2 separate regions of the Anser cygnoides genome follow, and region 2 is linked to region 1. Evidence: chromatin contacts called from public Hi-C data. All regions are on one chromosome and are shown on one strand. Each heading gives the region's core, a stretch centred on a gene start, on an enhancer-like site or on the middle of the called end of the contact. The rest is flanking DNA. Distances are from core to core; before and after follow the strand shown. Region 1 has its middle 3.8 kb from the start of FOS. Region 2 holds the start of ERG28 (ergosterol biosynthesis 28 homolog).

Evidence for each region. Hi-C and Micro-C count contacts between places; a contact is called where the count stands out from the background.
Region 2: a contact with region 1 is called in a Hi-C map of liver, with 4 times the contacts expected there. The contact joins the promoter of ERG28 here to the enhancer-like site in region 1. A contact is called at or near these places in 2 of 7 Hi-C or Micro-C datasets (both in liver).

The regions. Positions count from the first base shown.
Region 1 is chr5:42,650,743-42,658,223 of Taihu_goose_T2T_genome, reverse strand. No RefSeq gene overlaps it. Among named protein-coding and RNA genes, the nearest start is that of FOS, 3.8 kb to the left of the region's middle. Within about 2 kb of position 3,558, at least 3 of the 3 cell types and tissues checked have open chromatin away from gene starts, as enhancers often do. A contact at or near this core is called in liver, where this site is marked.
Region 2 is chr5:42,773,603-42,781,083 of Taihu_goose_T2T_genome, reverse strand. ERG28 (ergosterol biosynthesis 28 homolog) reads left to right here and starts at 3,029. Exons shown (of 4, transcript XM_048059951.2): 1 at 3,029-3,213; 2 at 3,340-3,430; 3 at 4,881-4,979; 4 at 5,116-5,411. The coding sequence starts at 3,081. The coding sequence ends at 5,131. TTLL5 (tubulin tyrosine ligase like 5) reads right to left here and starts at 2,827. Exons shown (of 32, transcript XM_048059942.2): 1 at 2,583-2,827; 2 at 528-637. The coding sequence starts at 2,680. It overlaps FLVCR2 (FLVCR choline and putative heme transporter 2), which reads right to left. Exons shown (of 13, transcript XR_010831879.1): 13 at 5,914-7,325.

The sequences.
Region 1 (7,481 bases), core at 2,309-4,808:
CACTCCCGCCCGCGGGGGGGGGCCTCCCGCACCGCCTTGCCCCCCCCCCCCCGCGGCCCGCCCCGCTCCCCCCCCCCGCCGCGCCGCGGTGAGCGCGGGATGAGACCGCACCGCGAGAGGGGGCTGCGGGGGGCAGCGGGGCGCGGGGAGCCGTGCGGCTTCCCCCCCCGCCCCCCCCGCCCCCCCCCGCGGTGGGAATGGTACGGGCGGGCTCGGGAACCCACTGACGCAGATATCCTTATATGGGATACATCCTGTGCGGGGGGGCGGGACTGACGGGAAGCGCTCCAGGGCTGCAGCCAAGTGCGGCGGGACGGGACGGGACGGGACGGGGCGGGACGGGCGGGGAGGGGAGGGGAGGGGCGGGGCGGGACGGGGGGCGCGGGACGGGGCCTCCCCCTGCGCCCACGGGTGCCGCGGGGGCACCCCACGCACCCCCCCCCGGGGCTGCCCCCGGCGGTCTGCGGCTGCCCCCGGGGCTGCCGGGGGGGCTCTGTCCCGTGCCGGGCTCCGGGCGCTCGCCCCGCGGGGCAGGGGCAGGGGCAGGGGCAGGGGCAGGACCCCCCGGGCGGCGCGGGGCGAGGCTCGCCCTCCGCCCCAGCGCCGGGTTTGTTTTGGTGCCGGCCGCGGCGGGGCCCCGGGCCGCCCACCCGCGGCGGGGCTGTGGGGCGGCCCCGGCTCGGGTCAGGCGGAGCCGGGAGAGCCTGCCCGCGGCCTCGCCTGGCGCGGGAGCCAAGAGATCGCGGCTATAGATAGTAACAGGGGAGCCGCAGCAGCGCCCGGCCGTGTTTACGGCAACAAAACAGAGCCCGCGGCGCGGTCTCCAGGCGGGAGCGTCACCCAGCCGGGCCGGGATCCCGCTGGCAGCCTCCGCCGCTGCCTGAGCTCACGGGCTAAATGCAGCGCCTGGTGCCGCCGCCGCCGGGCGAGCGGCTGCCGTTCTTCGAGATCTGGGCCGCGGGGGCGGCGGGACCGGGCCAGCCGCTGGTTTTGAGCCGCCCGGCGCGGCGCGGGGGACGGCCGAGGGCTGCCGCAGCGAGCGGCCCCGCCGTCCCCGGGCAGGGACCCGCGGGGGGACCCGCGGCCTCTCGCCCGCCCGGCGGCCGCCCGCCCTCCAGGGCTAGCATCAGACCCCCCGGACCCCCGGGGCTCCTCGCCCCGGCCAGCGCTCGCCCCGGCCGGCTCCCAAAGCCGCAGCAGGCCGTGCACCCCCATAGTCCCCGGGGGCCAGCTCAGGTTGGCAAACCGGTGCCCGGCACGGTGAGGGCCCCCAGCGCACTGAAATCCCACACGTCTTCCAAGCACGCTGCTAAAACTCCCTGCTCAGCCCTCTGCCTGCCCGCAAAGCGCTCCTCCGGCCCAACTGTACCCCCAAGGGAAGCTTCTGGAAAGCAAAATGGGGGGCCCCGCTTCGCGGCCGGCCCCAAATATTTTGGCCGTGTCCATGCAAACTGCCGTTGCCATCCCGGCCGGTGACCGAGGGCGCTCTGTTTGCACCAAACGGAAAGCGCCCGGGCGCTGCACGCTTCGAGCACGTGCCGGCGGAGGCAAGGAAACAGAGAAACCAAAAACACATGACGTGGGCTTGTTGTTTGCTCCGAACGCGGGGCGCGCGGCGCTACCGCAGCGGGTGTGAGAAGGGGAGGAAGCGAGCGGGGACCGAACACGGGCAGGGCACGAGCCCTCCTGCCTGGGGGACGGGGTTGTCCTCGCTGCCACGCCGTGGCATGGCCACAGCTCTGCCCGGGCGCCACAGCAGTGCTGGCAGGGCAAGGAGGGCACGTGCCTAACGGGGATCTTGCCCTGGGGAGCCCCCCAGCTGCCCGGCCCCCCGCTCACCCCCTGGAAAGCTGCTCCCAGGTTGACAGCGAGTGCCCCCACCTACTTTCACACCCCGAGCCGAGCCGAGCCGGTAAACTGAGCCTGGGCTTAGAAAGCCACAGCAGAGAAGCGCCCGAGGCGTGTGGGACGGTGCAACCCGCACAGCCAAAACCAGCTTCTGGGGCAGGAGCCGGCTGTGCCTAAATTTGGCTGCTCACCAGGGGAAAGTTCATGCCAGCAGCGCGGCGTGACGGCTCCGGCCCACCCGCCGCGTTTCGCTTTCCGTGCACGCACCGGGCGCCTGCCTCCTGCGAACGTGGGGCTGCCGGGGGTGGGGTGGGGACCCGGCGGTGGGGCTGGCACAGGGGCACGCTGCTGCTGGGGGCACCAGCGCATGCCCACGGATGCACACACACGCACGGCTGCCCGTGTCTCGCGTGCTCCCAGCACAGCGTGGGGCATCCTCGCCATCCACCTGGCCCCTGCAGAGCTGGGCAGAGCAATCAGGATGGAAAAGCAGGGAAGGGGGGCGATAAAGCAGTTTTGGGGCCCTTATCGCATCGCGGGGCTGGGGGCTGAGCCCTCCTCCTTGCATGCCACGGCTTGCCGCCGGCCTGGGAGCTCCCAGCAGGGCAGGGTTCCCACCTTTTCTGGTCCGTAAAGCACAGCGCATCCCCACAGCGAAGCATAAATAGTAATTAACGATCACAGCAGCCGGGCGTGTGACGGGGCTGTCCTAAAGCACAAACGCTGCCAGCAGAGACATCCCGGCACCTCGTGGTCGCGCAGCCGCGCGCCGCCAGCCACGAATTTCGCCCTCCCACCCGCTCCCCTCGCCCTGCCCGGTGCTTTAGGCCACTCCACGCTGGGTAAAACCGCCCCAGCACCACGGCTGCGCCTCGCCACGCGTGCTGGCTCCGCGGCGCCCGTCGCCGTGCTCCCGACCTTGGGCCCCAGCCTCTGGCGGCCGTGCCCCCGGGAAGGGCGTTCACAGCCGGGGACGAGCCGGGCGCGAAGTCCTCGTGCCGCCCGCGCCGTCCCGCCGGGTGCCTCTTATCTCCGCGCCGTCTGGGCCGCGCCGGGCGCGTCCCGCTGATACCGTCCCAGGGCACCGACCGGCCTCGAGGGGAGAGGGAAACACGTGGGGCCGGGGCGGCACGTCCAGAGCCAGCGGCCCGCGGGCGGCGCGGCTGTTTTCTGCCCAGCAGGCAGGATCCAAGCGAGGCGGGCACGGCCGCGCTGCCCTCTGCGGACCCCCGCAGGGAGCGTCCGGTGACACCCCGCAGCGCCCAGGGCGACCCCGGGCTTCGCGCTTCACACACGGGCGTCGCGGGGAGGCGGCGGTGCCGCGCACGCTGCTCTTCCCGGGGGCCAAGCCCGGGTAATGCCAGCGTCAGCCCACCCCAACCCCACGGCGGGGTGTGCTGGGGCGCGGAACCCGGCGGCACGCGGGGCCTGCGCGGGGCTGAGCCCCCCTGCCCCGGGGGCGGCCCGGGGGGAGCCGAGCCCCAGCCCCCGGCCCCGGGCCCCCCGCGGGGCTCCCCCCTCAGCCCGGGCCCAGCCCGCCGCGGGCAGTGGGCGGGGCCTCCCGCCGCCAAGCCCCGCCCCTCCCCGCCCCTCCCAGCCAATCCCCGCGCTGTTGCTGGGGCCGCGCCGACCGCCTGACGTTGCCTCGGAGACGGCGGGACGTTGAAAACACACAACGCGGGTGACGTCGCTGCGTGGTTTCCGTAGCAACGGGGCGGCGACGTCATCGCCCTCCCCCTCCCTCCCTCCCTCCTTCTACCACCGCCGGAGCTCTCGCGGGCGACGCAGGCGGCGGCGTCAGCCGCGGCGGGAGGGGCGGGGCGCGGTCGCCGTGGCAACGGCGGGAGGGGCGGGGCGAGGTCGCCGTGGCAACGGGTTGGGTTGTTTGGGAGGAGGCCGGGCCGGGCCGGAGGCCGCGGGCGGGGGCCTGAGGGCCGGGGCCGTGCCCCCGGGGGGGGGGCGGGCGGGGGGGGGGGGGGGGAGTCCCGCTGGAAAAGGCACAGGGGGGCGTTGGGGGCCCGCCCCGGCCCGGTGGGCTGCTGGCAGCGCTGCGGTGGGCGCGGAGCGCCCGTCCCCAGCCCGCTGTATCCAGTGTCACCTCACAAGCACGGCCACCACGCAGCAGGGACAGACCCCACACGTGAACCCCGAACGTTTCATGGCCCCCCACGGGCGGCCCTCCCGTCCCTGCGCACCCCACACAGCCCGGCCCTCCCCCGCCGCCAGCAGGCCTCGCCCCGTCCCGGAGCACGGTGTCGGCCGGTGTTGTCCCGCCACCGGCGGCGAGGCGCCCAGACGCCCCGTGCAGCTCCCTGCGCGCCGCGGGCAGCCCCGCTGGCACCACCGCCACCACCACCCCCCGCCTCCTCCCTGCCTCCCGGCGCACCGGGGTGCCCTGCCCGGCCCTGCCCTCGACGGCGGCCTCCTCCCGTGCCACACGCAGCAGCCGAAGCCGTGCAGGTGGAACGCCCGCCCGCGGCCGGCCGCCCACGGGCATTCCCCCGCGCAGCTGGGCCAGGCGGGTGGGGGACGCCGGGCGGCCGGGGGCTCCCCCAAAGCCGCGTGCTGCTGCGGCGGTTGCACAAGCGCCACCGACAGACACGGGAGGAGGGAGCCACATGGCTGCCCGAGCCCCGTCCGCGGCATCGGGCACCCCCGGGGGGGTGACGACTCCCAGCGCCTGCTCCTACCCCTTATCTGCTGAGGCCAGCAAACTGGTAGCCAGCCGCTGGCCCAGCCCTCGCCGGCAGCCAGGCTGCTGTCACCGCTGTTTGCTGTGCATCAGCGCTGTTTGATTTGGCAGGCGGAGGGCAGCGGGTTCAATCCCGGCTGTTTTACGAGGGCTGGTTCCTGTCCCACACCCCTCGTCTGCGAACGCGGCGTACGTTTAGGATACCCTCGCCTCGCCGCCTGGGGCAGGAAAGGGTGGGGCTGAAATTAGTGTTTACTTCTCAGGGGCAAGCCCGTGGTGCCTGCCTTCAGGAAGGCAATCACTGCCGATGAGAAAAGGCGCGCTGCGTGGTCACGGCACCCGTCACCGGCACTTGGGGACAGCCGGACGCGTGGGAAAGCGAAGGAGGGGGGCAAAGGCAGGATCTGTGCCGGGGTTTGGCCAAACACAATGCAGAGCGTGTCCACGGCCACCTGCTGGGACTTCACAGTCGCTCCCCTCCTCCTTGCTGGTCGCTTGAGGCTAATCCTGCAAGGGTTGGGACCGGTGATCCCAGGCAACAGGGCTGCTGGCACGGATGCTCAGCAGGGAGGTGAGGCCCGGCAGCCCGGTGTCCCCTGCTCATTGCCTCCCACCTCGTCTCCATCCAGCAGCCTGCCCTGCTCTCCGCCGGCAGCCGGTGAGCCCGCAGCGGCGGCTGTGTCGCACCCCGCTGACCGCAGGGCCTCACCCGGGGAAGGAGCAGTGGGGCAAAGGACGGAGTTCACCGTGCGGCACCGCTTCAAGCCCAGCCCTGCCCCGCCGCTGGTTCCCAAACCCGCCCTGCCCCGCGGCGTGCGGGCCGGCTGAGCCGTGACGTGGGCCGGGAGGCTCGGGAGGGGCGAAGGGGCGCCCCGCAGCAGCCCAGCCACCGCGGGCGCCTCTGATTCAGCAGCACCGGCGGCAGCGTGGCCAGGCATCACCCTGCTGCCCTCCTGCCCGAGCTGCGCGTTTCCGCTCCTTCTCGTGCACTGGCCTGGGAAATCCGAGGCCTTTTTTTTTTTTTTTTTTGGCCAGGCTGCACGCCAGCTAGGGTGGCTGCCGCTCAGTCTTGCCGTGGGCCGCCAGGGCCCCCTCCCTGCCAGGGAGCCCCCTGCCCTCCTCGCCGTGCCCCCGCGCAGAGCTGCTCTCTCACGCTGCCTCAGCAGAAAACCCTTTGCTGCTGTCAGTCAGTGCCCTGCCAGTTTAGCAAGGTGAGACAGCTGAGAGCAAAGTCAAGAAGCAGGCCGGGTGCCGTGCCAAGAGGGCCGGGAAGAGCGAGCCTGCAGCGGCCGGGCTCGGGCCGCCGTGGAGCTGCAGGCTGGGAGGGCCGGTACGCGGCGGTGGTCAGTGGCTCTGGCAGGAGGGCGGCCCTGCACGAGCAGAAAGTGATTATTTTTCTGCCAGATCAGCTCCCAGATCCGGTTCGCCAAGCGGCTACGTTGTGCCGGCGCAATGGGGAGGATGTGGGTGAGCGCTGAGGAGCTGGGATCGCTCAGACCGCTTCAGACAGCCCTGGCACCGAAAAAATGTAACCATGGCCACAGAGGGACCCCGCGTTAATAGGGCTGCAGTTACCTGCAGAGCCTTTGTGAGGCCGAGCCTGATTCAATCCCTTACTGAACTGCCTCGCTACGGCCGATTTAATGAGTGCTGGATGTGAGCTAGCAGGAGGCATGGCGGTGCTTTCACCTGCCCTTCCGCCGTAATACCTGCACTCGTTTGCACTTTCAGGCAGAGCTGAGAGCGAGGATGACTGCCTGCTTTCCCATCACGATTTATCCCAAATGTGTCATGTTTTCACTCCCAGAAGCATTTTAGTTTCTTCTTAGTGCCTCTCGGCTGCCCACTGTGGGTCCTGGCAGTTTGGTGGCCTCTGCCGCCCTGCCCGGCGTGCCCGGCGTGCGCGGTGAGCTGTACCCACAGCAGCCTCACCCGGGGCACGCGCTGCCCGGCCAGCACCGCGGGCGTTACGGAGCCACCAAGCCCTCTGCCCGCTGCTCTCAGGCTGAATCCACCCGCATCATCTTCCAGCCCCATCCCCGTCCCGCGGGCTGGGGTACACTCATTCTCCCTGCACTGCTTTATCTCTCCCTCCCCGGCAAGCAGGATCCCTCCGGAGTGAGCCACCCGCTGCTATCGTGACTGTTGCGAAACAGTTTAACTTCCTACCGGCGCGGCAGTCCCTGCCTGCCAGCCTGCGCCGGGTGCTCACGCCTCCAGCGCTCACATCCCTTCTTCCTCCTCAGTGACGTGCGCACATGCATGCTCCTGCATGCACGCCCCTGCCCTCCCCTGTTGCGCCTGGTGGTTTCCCAGGGGCGAGACCCTGCCCGGGGGAGCGCGTGGCCCGGGGGAAGCGACGGCGAGGCTGTCAGCACGGACGGGGGATGCACGGGGTGGGCACAGGTCCCGCCGCCACGGAGGCAGCTATGCCACCGGCACCTCCGCGTGCAGGCGGCGGCGATAAGGGCGCTACAGGCCCCTCGTCCGGTGGCCGACCCGCCCCAGCGTGGCAGGCGCTGTGCCGAACGCAGGGCAGCGACGCCCAGCCAGGAGGCCGTGGAGAGGCTGGCGGCAGGGGCACAGAGGCTGAGCCGGGGCAGGAGGAGGGTGCAGGTGACCCGGCGGGGCAGGGCAGGGCACGGCGGGTGCTGCGCCAGCCGCGGAGGCTCAGCCGCCTTCCCGGGAGGTGACTCTTTAGGAAGTGGGTGCGTCCCATGGCGTGGGAGCTGCAGGGGAGCAAGGGGAGCCGCGGGACGGGCTGGGCCACGCTGTGACCCCCCCCAGGTCACTGGGGAGGAGTGAAGCGGCAGCAGGGCCGGGCTCAGAGGAGCACAGGAGCTTGGCGGGGGGGGAGCGGGGCTCCGCTGTTTTCAGGGGGGAATAGGATCGGGGGGGGGGGGGGGGGGGGCAGAGCTGGAGCTGGGGAAGGGCAGGAATC
Region 2 (7,481 bases), core at 1,780-4,279, 120 kb before region 1:
TATTTAGAAGCTCTCCCTTGTTTGACACTAGACAGGTTTAGTCTGACTGCAGTGCTCTTATAAAAGCAATCATTTTGCTTACAGCCTTACTCACAGTTGTGAGGCTGCAGAAACAGAGACTTGTTTTTAAAGCTTACTACTATTAATACCACTGTAGGGCTGGCGCCTCTGTTTCGTGATGAAACCCTCCCAAGACTCAAACTGGAAGGATTGATTTTAAGTTCTCAGCTACAAATTAGTGCATTTATCTTCTGGTCATAAGTTCTAGCACAGCCTCCAAATCTGATTTGTTCCAAATCAAAGCATTCCAGGACCCATGAGAGGGCCAAAGATAGGCACTTGTCACAAACTAAACGTGATAAACATTCACCGATTGACCAAGTGTTTCTGAATGTCTCAGAGCTCAGAGACAAGACTGTAGTTTCCTTCCTATCAATTCCTCTTCCCCACAAAGAGAAGGGAACATCTCACTGTGAGACTTCTGCTTCACACCTTCAGGCCAGAAGCTGTCGCCTTGCTGCACCCACCTCCTATTAGGCGGAGATAGCTGTCGTTGGTCAGAATGGCATCAGCATGAAAGACGAAGATAGGGATCCGCCTGCAGCCGCCACCAGTCCACCTGATGCACGGGTGATCCCTAAAATAGCAAGACAGTTAGCATTAGCAGCTGCTGAGCCTCACACACACAGCAGTTACTGACTGGGAGGACGCAGCAGTTCCCTGTGCTTGCCCATGCTTGCTCACCTAGCCCATGGGCAGGACACACGGACACACGCGAGGTACCCTGGTTCTCAGCTAAAAAGGGAACCTTCCAAATGATCCTCTTTGTGGGTCAGCCTTATCATTTTAAGTAGGAGCTTCGCTTAATTTGTATTGATTTTATTGAGTATAATTTGGGAGAAAACCCTTGAATTTTCAGCTACATTTCTCTGGATTTATAGCGCATCCGAGAACAAGATCCATAGCTCAGAGTAGGCTGTAACTACTGATAGCCACACAACCAGACCTTACAACACTGGTTTCAGTCTCTAATTTAAGACAAGAGATGAAAATCTGTGTATACTGCCTGGTTGTAATCCTGGGCTCTAAAGTGAGCAAAAGGGCACTCCTACAAAATTTGACAGACTAGAGAAGATTTGGCTCAAAACAACGAATTTGTGTGTTCTTCCTTTCTAATTTCTGCCAGGCGCAGTGGAACGTGAGCCCAGAATTCAACAGCGATGCCCCCAGGAAGCCACTCAAAGCTCCTCCAGGTTCCAAGATTTGTCCTGCCTAAAACAACAGCCCTACATTGGGAACTACCAGCTGCTCAGGTAGAGGAATTAAGGACACGCACACACAAATAAAATTTATGATACAAAATCCTAACATGACAGAAAGCAAACCTGTCAACTTGCTGAAGCAAATAAGACTCAGACTACTTATTACTCCTTGCTCAAGGCAACAAAACTATGAAAAAGTTAACAGAAAACAGAAACCAAGGAGTTGGAGAGACATATCTGTATCTTTCTACACAAAAAAAAATGGAAGAGTGGCATAAAGCAAGAAGCAGAAAGAAGCATTTGACAGAGAGAAGCATTTAACATGCAAGATCATTGCCTGCGAAAAGTTTGGAGACACTACAGAAGACAAAACACTTCCTACACTTCGCACAAGGAAAGTCCTTTTTAGCGTAACCTTGGTCCTCTTAACCAAGTTACCCCTGACAAGTCAATTCCACAGCACTGCCATCTGCTTCTGCTGCTTTCAGAAACCAACTGGTGGGGTGTAATGAGCTGTTCAGATGGAAGGGACCCAAGAGGATTCCAGAACTTACACGACCAGAGCCAGAGCCTTATATAAGTGGGAAATGAGCTGAGGCAACAGAAGGGGAGGTTACGTTAAGCCTGCCCCGAGGATTTGCAGTAAGGCTACCAGGGCTCAGACAATCCTCCAGGTGACGGTCCTTCATTCCTAGCGTGACACTTGGCCACTTAACACAGGCAGGCTGTTAGAAAGACATTGTAGTCACAGGCAGCTCTTCACCTGGTGGTCCATAAGGGTCTGGCAAGCCTGAAGCAGCTACTTCGTGTGAAGTGATGTTTCCCTAGAGCCCTAAATCCCTGCTGCTTGCAGCTGGGCACTCAGAAGAAACACACAGTGATAAGAAAACAAAGAGGATGCGTTAAAGTAGGTGCAGCTGAAATACAAAATAGGGATTCCAGTCTGGGGAAGAGGAAGGGAGCAAAAATAAAAGAAGCTACCAAGCAAGGATGGAACAGGCTAGTAACTAGAAGGGAGTTCAGAAGCTGAGGAGAAATATGAGAGCTGTCATAAGCCAGTTTTAAGAAAGGATATAAAACAGTGCACAGCAGGCCACTGTAGAGCAGGCCCTCCTTCCCTGCAGGAAGTTAAAAACTAAAGCTAAACAGCAACAGCGACAAAAAAAAAAAAAGCCGCGAATTTCCCTCATTTTCTCACGTGCCCCCAAGAAAGCTCCCAGCCTGCAAACACCGCAGAACAAGACCCCAGACAGAAGCAGTTCTGGAGCCCGCGCGGAGCGGCCCCCCCCCGGCCCCGCCGAACCCCGCGGCCCCGCTCACCTCAGCCCGTCCGCGACCCCCTCCTCGCCTTCCTCTTCCTCCTCCTCGGCAGCGGACGAGCCGCTCTGCTCCGCGTCCCGCGCCGCGGCGCCCGGCATGGCCTCAGGCGGCTCTCGCGGAGCTCCCGGCACGCGCGGGGGCCGTTAGTGGCCGTCAGTGGCCGCCAAACGGCCGCGGGGGGCCCCAGCCCGGCCGCCTCAGCCGGCCCCGCTCGCGCGGCGCTTCCCCGTTACTACAACAACCGCCGCGCCCGGCCCCGCCCCGCCTCACCGCGCAGCCGCAGCCCGCCGCCCGCACTGCGCAGGCGCGGCAGCCGGCCTCCTCTGGCTGAGGGAAGGGGGCGGGACCGAGCGCGGCGAGAGAAGGAGTTGATTGGCGGCTGCCGCTCTCGCGCCGCGTGGCGCGCGGCCGGCGGCCAATGGGAGCGCGGGAGCGCGGTAAGGCCGGGCCCCGCCGGGGGCGGGCGCTCAGTGTGCCGCCGACCGGCTTGGCGGCAGGATGAGCCGTTTCTTGTGTGTGCTGCGCAGCTGGCTGCTCATGGTGTCCGTCATCGCCGCCGGGAACACCCTGCAGTGCTTCCGCGACTACAGCTTCGTCTCCGAGAAGCTCTACACCGCCAGCCCCGGCCTCGGTAAGGGCTGCGCGCATCGCGGGGCCTGGCAGGGCCGCGGCTCCCCGCCGCTGCCGGCCCCGGAGGGGCTCCCCTGGGGAGCGCCCCCCGCCGACCTCGGTTCTCTCCCCCCCGTTTCTTGCGCAGTGAACGGGCTCCAGGCCCGGACGTTTGGCATCTGGACCCTACTGTCCTCCGTGGTCCGCTGCCTCTGCGCCCTGGACATCCGCAACCAGACGTACGTGAGGGAGGCAGGGCGCCTGCCTGCTACGGGGCCTGGGGAGCGGCATGGGGGGGGGGGGTGGCAAAAGCTGCTTCTGAGGGACTGGGAGCGTCCGTCTGAAAGGGCTTTGGGAGCAGCACAGCGCTTCTGCATTAGCTGGTTCTGCCTCCTGCCTGCGCGGGGAGAGCGTGCTCCTTTGTGTTGTGTTACCGGGAGGTCCGAGGGGATTTTGTGTCACGCATTTCTGAGCTCCAGCTTGGGAAGCATCTGCAGGTGTCGTTGCTGCTCTGTGGATGTTAAGCTAACTGCTGACGCTGATCCCACTGATACCTGGTACTTCTTTTCCTATGACAGCTCAGATAACGGCTGTGGCAGGCTGAGGGAGCCCTTGCTGTGGTCCTCACACTCCGCCTTCTGTCATATGCTTTTACCTGGGGCTGATGACAAGGCTTGAGGCACAGTGTGTAGCTGTGGCAGGTGTGGCAGGAGGCAGACTGTCTCTCCCCTGTGGTGGCAGAAGTCTTTCTGAGCGGGATTTTCCTGCAGTGACTCGGGTCTGTGCTAGGCAGAGCCTGTGCTGGAGGCTGGTGGAACTCACTGCTCTGTCACTGCCTCCTGCAGCCCCGGTGACTGCCCAGGCTTGTCTGTGGTGGGGAGGCGCAGGGACTCCGACTACCTGTATTAATCTGTGGCTCAGGGGGTCGTGGCAATGGCAATTGCAATAAAGCCCCTTGTTTCTCAGAAGGATTTTGTATCTTGCAGCTCATGGACCTGCTCCCTTTCTACAGCTGTGGCCCCTAGAGGGTAGCAGAGCGCAGGTGGGAAGATGTCTTCCTGGGCAATGCAGCCTGTAGTCAGCCATGTCCTCTTGCCCTGTTCCTCAGCACATCCAGTTCTCACCTCTTTTTGCATGCACACTTGCTTCTCACTTCACCAGTTCCCTACCTTTGCTCTCTCCCTTTTGCATACCTTCAGGCCAGACAGTGACAGTGGCTTTCAACGCACCAGCAAAGATGCTGCCCTGTTCTCCTCCCAGCTGTTGCCTGTGGAGCTTTTGTACCTCACTAGGCTGGGGACCAAGTGCCCTCTGTGCTCCCACAGCGAGGACGGACTGGGCAGCATGCAGATTTACTGCTTTTCCTCTCAGCCATGCTCATGCTATGGGGTGTGTGATAACCTGTTTCCTTCTGCTTTCCAACAGCCTCTATTACATCACACTCTTCACCTTCTTTATGGCCCTTGCTCACTTCCTCTCGGAGGTCTTCATTTACCACACCGCAGCCTTGACAATGGGAATTATGGCACCCCTCATGGTGGCGAGTGAGTAGAGCTCTGCGTACTTCCTTCCTGCCCCCCAGACTCCGTGGAGCTATCAGCTCCCCCAGAACTGTCCATGGGGCGGTGCAGGTGACTATCTCATCCGTCCAGCTCTTTCTACATGACTTAGACCATATCTCCATCACAGGTTTCTCTATCCTGGGGATGTTGATCGGGCTGCAGTACCTGGAGGTAGAAGCACTGTCACAAAACAAGAAGAAAAACTGACACCGAGTGTCTTGTACAGGTCAGCATTGTCTCCTGTCTTCACTGCCAGACTTCCACGGGAGCAATGTTGAACGTCCCCAGGACACCAGTCCCACCGGCAGATCGATGTTGGACTCTGTCAATCATTCATTGCTGAGTGTTTTTTTCTTGTCCAGGCAACACTTCGACTGACCAATGTCAATGACCAGGCCCCAGGGGAGCTCATGTCAAAGCTTGCTGGGGGCGTTTGGTGAGCGCCTCCCTGAGGGGTGGCAGGGAATGTCTCTGGCATGCCCCATGCACTAAGGACTGCTCTCCCCGTGCACCTGTGGGGAGGAGGTGTAGAGCCACCTGGGATCCACTGAACACTTTAGACAGGAAAGAGGGATAATGTGCTGCCCCTGGCACTGCTGTGTAACTTGCATGTGCATGTTCTGCAGGGGCTGTTTCTAATAAATGACAGAAAACTGCAGGGCGTTGCGTCTGTCTTTTCAGCTATGCAGCAGGGAGTAGAGGGTGTATGACCTTGGAACAGGCAGTTTCTACTCCATGTTGCAGGAAAAATCCTCTCTTTACAGCAAGATGGAAGCCTTTCCTTGACTCCTTCCTTCCAACAAAGCTCCAGGTCTGACTGATCTCTCTCCCTCTCACACACAACCACAGGTTGTAGCTCTCCTTTCTGCAGCATACAAGTGACAGCAAACCCCATGCATCTGTGAGCAAGGACTTTGCAGTGAGCTACAGCTACAACGGACAGAAAACACGAACAGGTTGCTTAGACCTAGATGAAATAATGCCCACAACAGATGGGCAGTGCACAGAAGGCAGGATGGAACCAGCAGGAGCTGCTAGCTGGGAAGCCTGTGCATGTGAAGAAGAAAGGGAAAAAAAGAGAAAAACTGCACAACAGTAGCAGTAGGCAGAAAAAGGATTATTCTGCAGAATATTTCAGACTATTAAACAAAAAGCATCTGTAGACAGTTTCAAGTATTTAATATGAAATTGTCACCTTTCATTGTACACGTAATGTTTTTTAATATAAAATTCGTATTTAAAAGCCATTTTAGACCCCCATCCCTGCTCAATCCCCAACTATCAAAGAAAGGACTTTTATTTTGGTCAAAAGACTGCACATTTTCACTTAAAAATGTTAAAAACTATGTTAGAGAAGGCTATTTTTATCTATTCCATATTTGTGCTTTGTTTCTGTTGTTATTCCAAAATGGTATGTAGATCACCACATGATCTAAGTATAAGGACACTTGATGGCTCCCACCAGGGGATGGATGCTGGAAAGGAAGGCAAAGGGATATACGGGTCTCTCTCCCTTTGTGAGCGGAAGCTAAACAGCAGCATACAGAGGGGCGGTGTCTACAAGACACAAATGCTGGTGAGAGGGCTTCAACCCCCACCCTCTCCTCCTGTTCTCTGTTACAAGGGAGAAGTTTCCACACGACAGCACCTTTTTGTTCCCATCATGCTCAAAACACCTCCCCAGAGCAATGCAGGGCAACACAGCCCTGGCTGGTTAGCCCAGAATCGTACTCCACAGACTTTTATGTAGTGTCAAAAGCTGCAAAAGGCACTTTGTCATGAAGGAGGAAGATGTGATCCTCAGCCTGGGGAGCCTGTGGTCTGACTGTCCTGGTGCTAGTGCAGTGTTGAGCTGGGCTCAGGCTGTAGCTTCAACATCTGCCACCGAACTAGACCTTGCCTCCAACAGGAGACACATGGGTATCTCTCGATTACTCCCACTACATAGGAATGTCAGAGCAACTTAAATTCTTGGTGGAGGTTTATCCTCAGCCAGATACAAAAACTGGTGCTGGCAGCAGCAGCTGCGCTGATGTGCTGAGGCTGAGGGCCCTATCATCACCTGTGCAAGACACAAAAGAGCACAGGCACTCCGAGGAATCCCTCTTCCTCAGAAGGATCACAACTCCCCCAGGGTTACTCACAAAGTAAGCGTGGTCCAGCACCTGCATTTCAGGTCACACCTTCCCTGCGAGAGGAGACCACCTACAAGGTGCCACCCTCACGCGACCAGGCTTTTCCGAGCACATGTGCTTTTCTTCCAAGTATACGCAGTGGGGGCAGCAGGGGCTTTTCCCGACTTCTCCTCTTAGCACGGTCTCCAGAACAGCAAGACGCAGAGGTGTAACTGACAAGAGCAACTCCCTTCTCGTTTCCCTCTTACAGTCTAGGAGCAGTTCTCAGCAGCCCCCCACCAGAATTGACATGTAACAGGAGGATGGTGTAGGTAGCAAAGGTGAGAATGAGGGCGGGGGGAGGCAGGTCCTCCATCTCCCAGCTCTGCCACCCCTCTTTTTTACAGCTTTGATTCCTTGAGGACTATGGGAACAGCGCAGGCTTCTGGCATCACTTTCTGCAAGTCAGACAGAGGAAAAAATACGGTTAGGATCCCGGGTGGCCAGACCTAGGCTTCAGAGACCAGCTGGCCAGAGGCTGGCTCATTCACAGCCCCCTGCAAGTGTGCAGACATCAAAGAGCCATAGAATGGTTTGGGTTGGATGAACCTTTA